Regions from separate parts of the Mus musculus genome. Here regions 2 and 3 are each linked to region 1. Evidence: chromatin contacts called from public HiChIP or PLAC-seq and promoter capture Hi-C data. All regions are on one chromosome and are shown on one strand. The core of a region is the stretch at or near the end of the contact, and the rest is flanking DNA. Distances in the headings are between cores, read along the strand shown.

What was found. Promoter capture Hi-C pulls out the DNA fragments that hold promoters and counts their contacts. HiChIP or PLAC-seq counts read pairs in DNA pulled down with a chosen protein or histone mark.
Region 2: a promoter capture Hi-C map of the HPC-7 cell line shows a contact between it and region 1, with 5 times the contacts expected there. The contact joins the enhancer-like site here to the promoter of 1700092K14Rik in region 1. A contact is called at or near these places in 5 of 39 promoter capture datasets (the HPC-7 cell line, embryonic stem cells, hippocampal neurons and 2 more), 1 of 15 datasets of contacts at CTCF or cohesin (embryonic stem cells), 4 of 484 Hi-C or Micro-C datasets (the HPC-7 cell line, embryonic stem cells, nephron progenitors and 1 more) and 2 of 115 datasets of contacts at active chromatin or transcription factors (embryonic basal ganglia and embryonic stem cells).
Region 3: a contact with region 1 is called in an H3K27ac HiChIP or PLAC-seq map of T-cell acute lymphoblastic leukemia, with 2.9 times the contacts expected there. The contact joins the enhancer-like site here to the promoter of 1700092K14Rik in region 1. A contact is called at or near these places in 5 of 39 promoter capture datasets (the 3T3-L1 cell line, embryonic stem cells, pre-B cells and 2 more), 17 of 484 Hi-C or Micro-C datasets (double positive thymocytes, embryonic stem cells, stem cell-derived epiblast-like cells and 1 more) and 2 of 115 datasets of contacts at active chromatin or transcription factors (T-cell acute lymphoblastic leukemia and embryonic stem cells).

Annotation. Positions count from the first base shown.
Region 1 is chr11:114,196,138-114,200,077 of GRCm38.p6, forward strand. 1700092K14Rik (RIKEN cDNA 1700092K14 gene) reads left to right here and starts at 2,121. Exons shown (of 3, transcript NR_045930.1): 1 at 2,121-2,186; 2 at 2,589-2,740; 3 at 2,886-3,062.
Region 2 is chr11:114,389,856-114,393,795 of GRCm38.p6, forward strand. No RefSeq gene overlaps it. Among named protein-coding and RNA genes, the nearest start is that of Gm31399, 31 kb to the right of the region's middle. Within about 2 kb of position 1,911, at least 17 of the 459 cell types and tissues checked have an H3K27ac peak or open chromatin away from gene starts, as enhancers often do. A contact at or near this core is called in the HPC-7 cell line, where this site is marked.
Region 3 is chr11:114,361,667-114,365,606 of GRCm38.p6, forward strand. No RefSeq gene overlaps it. Among named protein-coding and RNA genes, the nearest start is that of Gm31399, 59 kb to the right of the region's middle. Within about 2 kb of position 1,750, at least 3 of the 459 cell types and tissues checked have an H3K27ac peak or open chromatin away from gene starts, as enhancers often do. A contact at or near this core is called in T-cell acute lymphoblastic leukemia, where this site is marked.

The DNA.
Region 1 (3,940 bases), core at 871-3,370:
TAGGGTACATACAGGTAGATCCTGAGGGCTAAGTGGCCAAGCAGTCCAGCTAAAAGGCTAAGTTTCCAGTTCTGCAAGAGACCCTGTTCCTGGCAAAGAGCTATAAAGGAAGGCTCTGACATTTATACACACACAGGGTCACATGCGCAAGTACATGTATGTACTGACACAACACAACACACATATACAAGAAGAGTCTGGGGAGGCTTCCTGGAGGAGGTGACTTATTTTTGAAGAATGAGTAAGACTCGTGTGAATGGAGGCTTCAGGGCCAGTGAGGAATAGCATGGAATCTAGACAGTAAGGCCACTAGGTATGGCCTTGACTCCTGGCCTAGCACTCTTGTGGTACTTGGACAACCTTAAGGTTCTCTCCCAAGTATGGAAGGCCAAATTCAGGGTTCTGGATCCCACAGGAAGAGGAGCTCAAGCAGTCATACCTGTTCAGCTGCACTGTCCCTTCATGACCCCAGAGCAGGGACGGGTGGCTACTTTGGCAGGAGGCAGCAGCCCTCGTTTTGAAGGCACTATGCTAACTGGGTCAGAACCCAGGCATGGGAAGATCAGTGAACTCTCTTCAGAACTCAGTCAGGCACCAGAATAGAGGCGCCCAAGAGAAATCTAATAGGATCCACGCATGTGGTTTTAAATCTCTGATAACCAGCTCATAAAAGCAAAAGGAAGCAGGTGAAACCATCGGTAATAGCATCCCTTAGTTGGCTCAACACACGAAAAACATTATCAACTCAACGCATAATGAATCCCAAGGAATTATTCATAAGCTCTCCTGCATTCCCTTTCCTATACAAAATCACCAAAACCCGGTGTGTATCTCGCTGACCCAGTTCCTGGGGCTCCGTGGCCACCGCATGGGACACAGAAGCCAAGGCTCACCTCTGCCACCGAGTTCAAAGACACAGTCTCCTGTGAACTCTTCCAGCGCACACATCTGGAAATCAGGCAAGGGTTCTGGGCAGGTCCATGGGTGTCTTAGGATGCCGTTGTTGTTTGTCCTGGTAGTAAGATGTTTGATCTCTCTGCCTCCACCTCTCTCTCTCTCTCTCTCTCTCTCTCTCTCTCGTGTGTGTGTGTGTGTGTGTGTGTGTGTGTGTGGTGTGTGTGTGTGAGAGAGAGAGGTGGGGGAGAGGTAAGAGAAGAGAGAAGAAGGGAGAGGACAGAGGGACACCTTGGCCTTTAATGGCCAAGCTAGCTCCTGGTTTTGAGACAGCTTCTGTTTGGCCCAGGGCTTGCTGGTTAGCCTAGGCTGGGTGGCCAATGGGCCTCCAGAAGGGTTCTACTTAACTCCATCTCCCCAGTGTTGGGATTAAGAGAACATGACACTGAGCTGGGTTCTTTGTAGTTTTGTAGGTTCTGGGCATTGAACTAAAGTTCTCCTGCTTACATGGCAAGCCTTCACTGCCTGAGCCATCTCTCCAGCCTGCCTCAGTTTCTTCCTATAGAAAATAAGAACAATCCCGGACTTCCTTGAGATTGTCTGAGGAGGAAGGTCACTTCCTTCTGTCCAGAGGGTGAGGGCAGGTGGGGCTTGAGCACCTCAGAGCTGCTCCCACCAGTTCCCACCGTGCCCCCCTCCCCTGGTTCTTCCAGCGTCTGCTCACACCTGCAGTTCCAGCATTCTCGAGGTGGAAGGGTCAGAAGTTCCAGGTTATCCTTGGCTACATAGCAAGAAATGTGTCAAGGAGACTGAGATGGCTCCCTGGCTCCAGACATGAACACCACAGAGAAGACCGCAGTCACAGAGCAGAAAACATACAAAACTAGGCGCTTGTGGAAATGTGGTTCATATGACGGGCCTGTCCAGTGTATCGACACTTCAAGCTCTGTGAGCCCACGGAAGACTTAGGCAGTCCTGGGATAGCTTTCTTTACTGTCTTCAGTTTAAAGATGAGAAAACAGAGGCACAGAGAGGTGAGGTATTTTGTCTGATGTCACACAGCTGGAGAAGCTTGTGTAGAGCATCATCAAGATGCCAACCTTTCTCTGCCACCCTTGAAACTTAAAAGTCTGTTGTTACCTGGAAACAATATCCAAGGAGATGGCAAAGTTGGGAGGCGGCTCAGTAACTGACAATGGGGAGACAAGATGCTGTCTGGCACCATCACAGTTAGTTGGTCCAGATGGTGGAAAGCCTGTATCCAATACCTGGAGTGGTGGGAACAGGAAGAGGTGAGGACAGACAGGTGAAATTTCTCAGTAATGGTTCTGTGAAGGGGGAAGAAGGGGTGTCTCGCTCCACCCAAAGGGAGGGCTCAGGGAAGGGAAGCCTATGACTTCATCACTGGGCCCACGCCAATGACATCACCAGAAGGGCAAGGAGCCAGGCTCAGCAAGTTATTTATGGAAACGGCTGGCGGCCAGGCACAGCTCCTGAGCTGTTTCAGATGTGGTTGGATAAAGCTTCCAGCTGGCCCAGTGGGGCCTCCAAGGCCTGCAGGCAGGCGGAGGAGGAAGGCTGGAGGAATCCAGCAGCTGGGGGCAGGGCTCCAGCAGAGATCATCAGAGTTCCAGGCTTCTTCCTTCTTGGGATCTGCTCATCTCTACCCATGCTCATCAAGGGCTTCCCTGCAGATCGGGCTGGCTGAACTCAGAGAGGACAGCATGTGTGTCTGCCTTCGTGTGCACCGAGGGCATGTCTGTGCACAAGACTGTAGTATGGGCTTGCCGGTCCATAGGGACACACACTCTGCTCCCTTCCACACTGGTACCTTGAGTGGTCCTGAGTGAGTATACAGATCTGTGCCTCCTTGCACGTGTATGTGCATGCGTGCATGGGGGTTGGGAGGCAGAGTGCCCAGGGAGAGCGGGGAGGAGAAGAGCCGCCCGGGAGCGAGATCACAGCAGGAAGCTGGGGAAATATCATTTCAGCCCAAGATCCAGAGGCACTTACAGAAGCTTCAGCAAAACCAGACAAAACTTCCTTTCAATCCATTTATCAAAACTGCCCGCAGCTCCGCTTCGGAGCAGGTACAACAAGAATAAAATATTGAGCACAACCAGCAACCGCGAGACTGGAGGAGGCCAATAAATAAGAAGTTACTGAGGAGCTCGCCCTGACCCTGACGGTTTGCTTTGCCGGTCCCTCCACCTATCTCGTCCTGTGATCTTATGGGTGATGGCAGGAGGGAGGATGGCAGGGGCCCCACTGGGGTGTTTTTGATGAGCTGGGGATATGAGAGTAACTCAGCCCTATGAAGACAAGCTTCAGTGAGGCAGCTGCAGGAGCTCTTCTCACATTTCTTGGGCTGGCTAACTGCCTTCCTTCTCATAATCCCCTGAGGATGGGCTGGAGAGCTGGCTCAGTGGGTAAAGATGCTTGCAGACAAGACTTACTCCCTGAGTTCGATCCCCTGGAGCCACATAGGAGAACTGACTCCTGCCTGTTGTCCTCTGACCTCCACATGCAGATGCTGGTATGCACACTGACACACACAAATATGTGTAGTAAAGCTTTTCAAAATTCTCCAAAAGGAAACTGAATCCATGCAATCTTGAGTGGCCTGGTTGTTCAAGAGAGCATTGAAGTGAGAATAGGGTCAGGAAGCAACCAAGGGGCTTGAACTCAGTCCCCAAGCTAAGACCCTCCATTCCCATGCCCTGTTATGTGCACCTTTTAGATGGTAAGTGGAGGGATGGACATGCATCCGGGTGAGAGTCCCTCTCCCAGACCACCTGTCCTCCATTCTAGATAGAGAAGCCAACCATCTTATAAATGTTCCTGCATGGGGCCTGTGTAACAGAATGTCTTGATTTCTTCTTCCTTCATGTCCACAGAATGATGGGATCTGCTTTCTTTCCATCTATGCCCCCCGTTTACCCAGGTGCTCAGGGACCCATTCATACCACCACCCTGTTGCCTGCCTTCCCACCACCACTGTCCCCCAAGGCTCCATCGATAACAGTCTGAGTGGTTGGAGGATGCA
Region 2 (3,940 bases), core at 661-3,160, 190 kb after region 1:
GAGATCAGTCCGTGAAAGAGAAGAAGTCTTGGCAGGTGGGGGGTCGAAGGTACAGTAAAGAAGCACATAAAAGCAAGTCGAGAGCAGAATATGGGATAGGAAGGTGGAGGTGTTTGGAATAACAGAAGGTATAGGAATGGCAGCCTGGGTAATGAGTCTGAGGTCTTGGGACAAGGAGTGATGCTTGCTAATTGTAAGGATAACGTGTAGAGCAGTGGGGCTAATGGAGAAGCAAAGAAGCATTCTGGAACCCAATTACAATGGGTTCTTAGTGAATGAGGACCACAGGAGCTGAGGTGCCCCAATATTGGGGATCAACTGAGGGTAAGAAGCTAGTATTGAAGAAGGGTGGGGGCGGCCTATGGGAGTGAGGCAAGGGTTAAGCAAGCAGAGCACTATAGGGTGAAAAAACCGTCCCACAGAATTTAGGGAAGACTATCTCTGCCCAGAAGAGGTGTCAGGCAATGTGGGACCACCAGAAACAAGCACACAAAAGGCTGGCCAAACATACTGGATAATATTAGGCCCATAGCCTAATGTGAGGGCATCCTGTCTACCCTCTTCATAGATATAAAGAGAACCCAAGAAGGGTTCTCAATAATCTGTCAAGACTGAATAAGTAGCGCCATATCCAACAAGAACAAACCAGGCTTATGAGCAACTTCATAGCATTACACATGGTTCTACAGTTATGATGGAGGCACAGGTAACCAGTGGACCTCAAGGCTCCCTTGCCAAGCCTGAGTCAGGCATCCAGGGGACCTGTCGGGGTGATAGAATGGGAGTGTGTTCCTTGCTGGATACAATCTAATCAGCACTGTCCTTCTTTCCCACGCATGGAGGCAGCCTTGTCTGGGGTAGGCACTTGCTCAATGGTCTCGTGGCCTCATTTGAAGCAGGCCTCACGCTGACCCATTTCCCAGCCCCTCAGACTAGAGAACCCTGTGAAAAGTCCGCTTCCTGCATCTGGCGCATGGCCTGGTCCCTTTTAAACTTTGGCTCCTTTGTTCTTCTGTTTAAAGACCTGGAAGGCTGTTTTAACTTCGTCCCATTGAGGGTTCTGAGGGCCATCGTTGAGGTTTTTTTTTTTTTTGAACTTTCATCTCGTATCTGTGGCCAGTTGTGAGATAAAGAGCAGGTGTGAGTACAATCGTCCCTCATCCGAGTCAGCTGATGGGTCATGACAGCTTGGTCATAGCCTTTGAAAGGCAAGAGGGAGATAGAGATGGGTCTCCTTTGGTCTTTGAGTGATCGCTCTGATTTGTGTTCATGATTGACAGCTTTAAGGGCTGTCTTTTCCATGCCTGCCAGGAAACAAGTGACCTTATGAGCCCCCTTTTAGAGATCATCAGAGGTGGCCTGGTAGTTCTAGTCAGGGTCACTCAGAGAGCATCAATCATCCTCACAAGACTGTGGTCTGATCCTGAGTGTTGGGGTGTCCACATGGGCCTGGGCTACCACCCAAAGGTGCCCACGGCTTTCGGGGAAGAAGGGAGAGAAAAGGGTGACATAGATGTGGTTCCATGTCAACCTAAAGGGCTGGGTAAGCTGCAGGGTCCCTTTCAGCGAGTTGTAGAGGGATCAGAACAAGAAAGCTTGGATCTTTCTCAGTCTGAGGGACACCTGTCTGAAGAGAAGGAGCCTGAATGTACAGAAGACCTCAAGATCTCATTAGTTCTCTCAGAGGGAGGACAGGCTGAGGAGGCTAGAGGGAGCGCCGAGGAGGGAGGGGTATGGGGGCGGGATCAGGTTTGAGGAGGAGAAAAGAGGGTGAGTTTGGAATAGGGAGGTTGCTCGAAGGAGGATGTTGGTGGAGGTATTTAACAGGGGCAGTGACAGTTTATCAGCAGGGTCGGAAGTTGGAAGAGGAAGTCTTGGTGGTTCCAGTTGAGAAGTTTGACAGTGTGAAGCTTGGGTTAGGGGGAAGGGGGCCTCCTGGAGGTGTAACAGCTGAGCGGCAGAACAGGGTAGCCATCAAGGGAACTGAGAATAGAGACAAGCAAGGCTTGGATGGGTGGTTGACAGACTATTGCCATTGTTAGAGGGAGCTTGGAGAAGTCTCTGGATTTTGAAGTCTGAGGTACCACTTTGGGGCAAACAGTGACCTCTATCTGGAGGATCTTAAGGACAGTAAAAGATGAGAGACTCCATTTTAGAGGTGTTTGTCCAGCTGAGCATTGAAACATTATGAAGGCGGCACCCCGGGGGACTGTGTGGCGGAGTTTTAAGAGTTTCAGTTAATTAAGCAGAGTGGACCAGAGCAGACTCTCCGAAGAGAGACAAAGGGGAGGTGTCCCCACAAGCTGACAGCCTTCCTGAGGAAGGTTTATCAGTAGTTACCTGGGAGGCAGTCAGGGGACTTTCACTCAGCACCAAGATTCTCGGGGTTCATCTGATGGACCCTGAGACTCCACAAAGGAAGAGATCTACTGCGACCATGATAAACTGGCTGCTGTTGTGTGCCAGGGGAGCCACGGAAGAGAGCAGGAGACCGCTGCTGCAGTCACTTGGGGAAGTGAGGCGGGGTAGAAAGGGAGTCCGAATGGGCGTGGGAACAGGAGTAGAAAAGGAGCGGGCGTGGGAATGGGCAGGGGAGTAAGGGGAAGGCTGGGCCTTCCTGCTCAGGAACTGATCCCTGGCTCCCAGATTCTCGGGGTTCATCTGTGTGTGTCTCTGTCTGTCTGTCTGTCTCTGTGTGTGTCTCTGTCTGTCTGTCTCTCTGTCTGTCTGTTTCTCTGTCTCTCTGTGTGTCTCTGTCTGTCTCTCTGTTTCTCTGTCTCTCTGTGTGTGTCTCTGTCTCTGTCTCTCTCTCTGTCTGTCTCTCTGTCTGTCTCTCTCTCTCTGTCTCTCTCTCTGTCTCTCTCTCTGTCTCTCTCTCTGTCTCTCTCTGTCTCTCTCTCTCTCTTTAGCTGTGTGTCCCCTGCCCCCCCTTCCTTGCACCTTCCCTTTTACATCAACATTCAATCATCTTTCCCATTCACTCCGTCTCTTCCATTTTTATCTTACACCGCCTGCGAAAATTGGTGTGAAATAAAAAGGCAACTCTGCCTACAGATGTAATCAATTGATTTGGCAGGTAGCCTGAAGATGCCTAGGAAGAGGGGAACCCATTGTCGACGGGACAATCCCCCCCCCCCTCCGCGTCTTCTTTCCCACTTCCTCTCCTCCTGCCTCTCTGTCACTCTCCTTTGTTACCTACTTCTTTCCAGCCTCACTCTGATCTTCCTGCTTCTTTCTTGCTTTGTATTTAATAGGGATAATCCTGCCCGTGGCCCTCCCCTCCACCTTTCTTCTCACTATTTTATATAAGAAGGGAGAGGTTTTGTCTTCCCAGGTGTCTCTAAGATCCTGGGAGAAGCTCAGAATTTCCTGGATCTGGGTAAGTGAGTCCAGGAACAATTTCTTGAAGGACCTCAGCTTCCCATTCTGAGAAGAAATAGATCCCCTATACTATTATATACTGTATATTGCATGTATGCTGTATGCTACACACTACATATATATATATATATACTATATACTATTATATACTACTGTATACTACTATATACTATATATATATATGCTACTATATACTATATGCTATATGCTATATACTATATTAGTGGAGTGTTCCTTCTATATCCAGGGGAGGAGAAAATAAGATAAGCAGAACAACTGTATACCCTTGAGAGAATGTGTCCACACGATCTTTTGTATCATTGCTCATTCCACTATATACTTAGGAGTGATTGGAGTGGAAATTCTTGGCTACTTTGGAGATTCCAGGGTATCATGGGATTTTTTTTTCCTGGAAGCTGTCTTATGAGAGGATGCTTTGCTTTGTCACGTGGTGGTTTTCTGGAAAGCATCTTGTAAAAGGGCATGTGGTTTCGCTCCAGCAGACGCTTGAGTGTTTAGAGACGATATATAACCCTACTGAGAGTGGAAAGACACTCTG
Region 3 (3,940 bases), core at 500-2,999, 170 kb after region 1:
GCCTTTCTATAATAAAGCTCTAAAACCATAGAGAGTCTCTGCTCATCAAGACTGCGCTCACTGCTCACTCTCCTCAGTGTTGGGACCCTCTCTCCCATGGTGGCTTTAGCAAAGTAGTCCTGGGCTCCCAGGTAGGTCTGCCCCCTTGCCACCCCCCCCCCAAAGAGTGGGTCAGAGGCTCAGATGCCCACCCAGGGATGAGTGGAAGGTAGATAGCAGCCCTCCCACCCCTGACTGACCAGAGAATAGGTGGAACTCTGGTGGGGTGTGGGTCTTCCCCTTCCCCCTCTTCCCCAGACACCCCCCTTTTAGTTCCCAACAGCACCCCTCCATGGCCTTCACTTCAGTTCCTGCCTCCCGAGTTCCCCATGGCTTCCCTGATGATGGACTATAGTCTGTAAGCCAAATAAAACTTCCTTCCTCAACCAGACTTTCATAAAACTTTTATCAGAGACAACAACTAAAGTAAGGTAGCATGATTGAGGGGAGAGAGGGAAACATGAATTTCAATGATCAAGCCTCAAAATTAAAGAAAACAGGTAGATTGAGAATGTAGCTCAGTGGCAAGATTATTGTGTAACACATACATGGCCCTGGCCATCAAAGAGCAGGGAAGTATGGTGGGTATGAAGAGGAAAAATCTACGCAAAAGACTGCTGACCTAGTATTGACATGACATAAATTGGCCTTATAAACAAGAGGGATTAGTAAAACCTAAAGACTTCCTACACTATAATAAAGGATTTATTTAATTAATCAGAAAAATATGCCCATTCTGAATCTAAGCTCTGTGCACTAAAAATCAAAGCACCAAACACATAAAATACAAATTGGCAAGCCATGGGGAAAAGCAGAAACATTTGCCATCAGAGTGAACATTTTTAATATGTCCCTCTCAATAATTGATCAAGCAGACAGAAAATTTACCAAGAATACAGACAGCTGCAAACACAATTGAGAAAGAATTCCGTAGAGGAGGCTGCGCCCAATGGCAGCAGGACATAGCTTATTCCAGAGCTCTGTGGAAACCCTACACAACCTCACCTATGGGCTAGGCCACTCCTGGAGTCAAGGAAGAGAATGTAACCACACTGAGCAGAAAGGAGCGCACATTTAATCCCAGCACCCAGGAAGCAGAGCCGGGAAGATCTCTGTGAGTCTGAGGCTGATCTGCTTTACAAAGCAAGCTTCAAACCAGCCAGGCATACACTTAGACTCTGTCCCCAAAACGACTCTGTGTGTGTGTGTGTGTGTGTGTGTGTGTGTGTGTGTGTGTGTGTGAATTTTAAGGTCAGTTTGAACTATACAATGGGTTGGGAGGAGGGAAGTGAAGGGGGAAGGAAGTGGAGGGGGAGGGGAAGGGAGAGGGAGAAAATCTTAAATCAGTAACAGCAAAATTATTCTACATAAAAATTGTAGGGATGCAAGTTATGCAATATAGAGAACAAAGTTCCTATTCTCACTCTGCATACAGACTCTGTGCTTCAGAGGAAGAAATCCAAAGGACGCCAACAGAACAGACCCCATGAAGGCAGAAAATGTTAAAGTTAAAAGTAAGATGGAAGACACAAAATAAAGTTCAATAGGAAGGAATACCAAACCCTAAAACCAGCTTTCTGAGAAAGGCTTTGCAAAACTAAGATCATCCAGGGGGCTGAGACGGTGACTCAGTTGACACACAAGCATGAGGACCTGGGTTCACTTCTGGGCACCCACATCAAAAGGTCTGGGGCAGCACCTGTATTCCCCACAGCAGGAGGCGGAGACAAGCATATCCCTGGAGCTCACTGGCAAATTGGTGAGCCTCAGCTTCAAGGAAGACCCAGTCTCAAAAGATAACAGAGAGGGAGTGTAGAAGCTCCTGCCTCCACACACATGTGCACAGCATGTGCAAGAACACACACATAGACACATATGCACACATACACACCATTTGCTTAAAAGACCATTGCAAGATCAGACTGAGTCAATCAAAGGCATGCTAGAGACAGGGGCTGGAAAACAATATGAAGAATTAAACAGGAGCCAAAATCATGGGGCTTAAACTCACAAAAAGGGGGTCTGAAAAACCCTAGTGATAAATTGTAAAGCTTAAGACAAAATGGACAAATTCTAGAAAAATACAACTTATCCAAGAAGCAGGAGAAAACCTAGAGAGGCTAATGACCTTTAAAGAAATTGAATTATTAGCTGAAACTCTTCCAGGAAGAAAAAAAAAAAAAGATGTTCCAAATGATTTATCAGCAATTTCTACCCAATGCTTTAGGAACTGCTCTTGCAGATCATTTGCGGTGGGGGGACACCTGCCTCAGACCATCGTAAGGGCTAGCCTAATCTTAATTCCAAAGGCATATAAGGATAATACCAGCAAAGAAAAAAATAACCATTGAATCTCATGCAAAAACTAGTTAGTTGATATAAAATAGATTTTTTTTTTCAGTAGAAAATTTCACGATCTCAGAGCCTGGTACATCCAACTGGATTTTTCCCCTATGTCATAGTGTGTCACACAGGAGGTGGCTGAGGCTCCACAGTGTGATACAGGGACCCAGAGTAAGTAATTTTCTTACTTATGCCCTCTAAGCAGGTGGCTTCTGGAGTTACTGACAAAGGGCAAGAAGAGGCTGGAAAAACTTCTGGTGTGGGTTAACCTCCAGGAACAGAAGTGGTTTACATTATTGTTATAGCCTTGACTTGTGTACCCCGCAACACACACTGACGCAGATTCATGGGTGAAGACCTGTCCTCAACATCTAGAGAAACACTGACCTTGGAAACAGGAACTTTAAAGATATAACAATGACTCTTAGTGCAATGCTAAGGTAAAATGAAGCTCTACAAGCAGACTCTTTAACCTGCTATGACTGGGGTCCTTATTAGCGATAGACATCTCAACAGTACGGCTGCCTAAACAAGACCTGAACAACGGCACCAGTTGGCAAGCTCACGTGGGTGGGGAGAATCTCACAAGGCCCTATTAATGAGAGCTACAAAGTATCAATAGCTAAGAGAAGGAGAGGCTCTCCAGGGACGAGCCTCCAGACAGGTTACCCAATTGCAAGAGGTCATCCCTAAACACACGTGCATAAAAGCATAAAACGGATTCAGCAGGTGATTGCCATATTGTCATGTGTATGTATACGTGTAACAATAATAAAGAAACAGAGACCATGAATTTGAGAGGGGGTAAATGGAGGAGATGGAGGAGGGTGAGGGAGGAGGGAGAGGAGGAGATTGCACAAATACAGTAACATATACAAAATTTTCAAACAATTAAAATTTTAAAAGGAAAGAGAGAAAGAGAGAGTCCTAGAGAAAATGAGGGCACACTGGGAGGGTAGCAGTCACATTGAAGGAGAGAGTCCTCGAAGAGAGTATGTTGACACCATAATCTTGCTCTTCCAACCTACAGAACTTCAAGAGGAAAAAATGTCTGTCACTTAAGCCAAACCTTCTGCAGCACCACGGACAGAGCAGATGGCGCCTTCTCTCACTCCCTCACTGTCCCAGGGTCCCAGGGTCCCAACACAGTGGCAAGAAAAGTGTCACATAGTCCCAACATGGTGGCCAAGCATTGGGAAACTTGCTCTGCCTTGTACCAATGGAGAGGAAGTCATGATTTAAACACTGTACATTATCTGCCCCATGAACACAGGTATAAAAGTCCCTACACAAATATCTCCTACGAGTGGATTATTAAAGGCCAACCAGCCTCACAAGAGGATAAGCGAATGCTGGGGAGATGGCCCAGTCAGGGATGTGCAGGACCCCATGCTTGTGTGCCTGAAGGACCCTAGATGACTTTCCAGTAACCCTATTGGAAGCTTACAACGGTCTGTAATTCCAATTCCAGGTGCCTCTAGTGCCCTCTTTTGGTCTCTGTGGGCACCTAAACTCATGTGTATATTCCCACACAGACACACACACATATGCACATAAC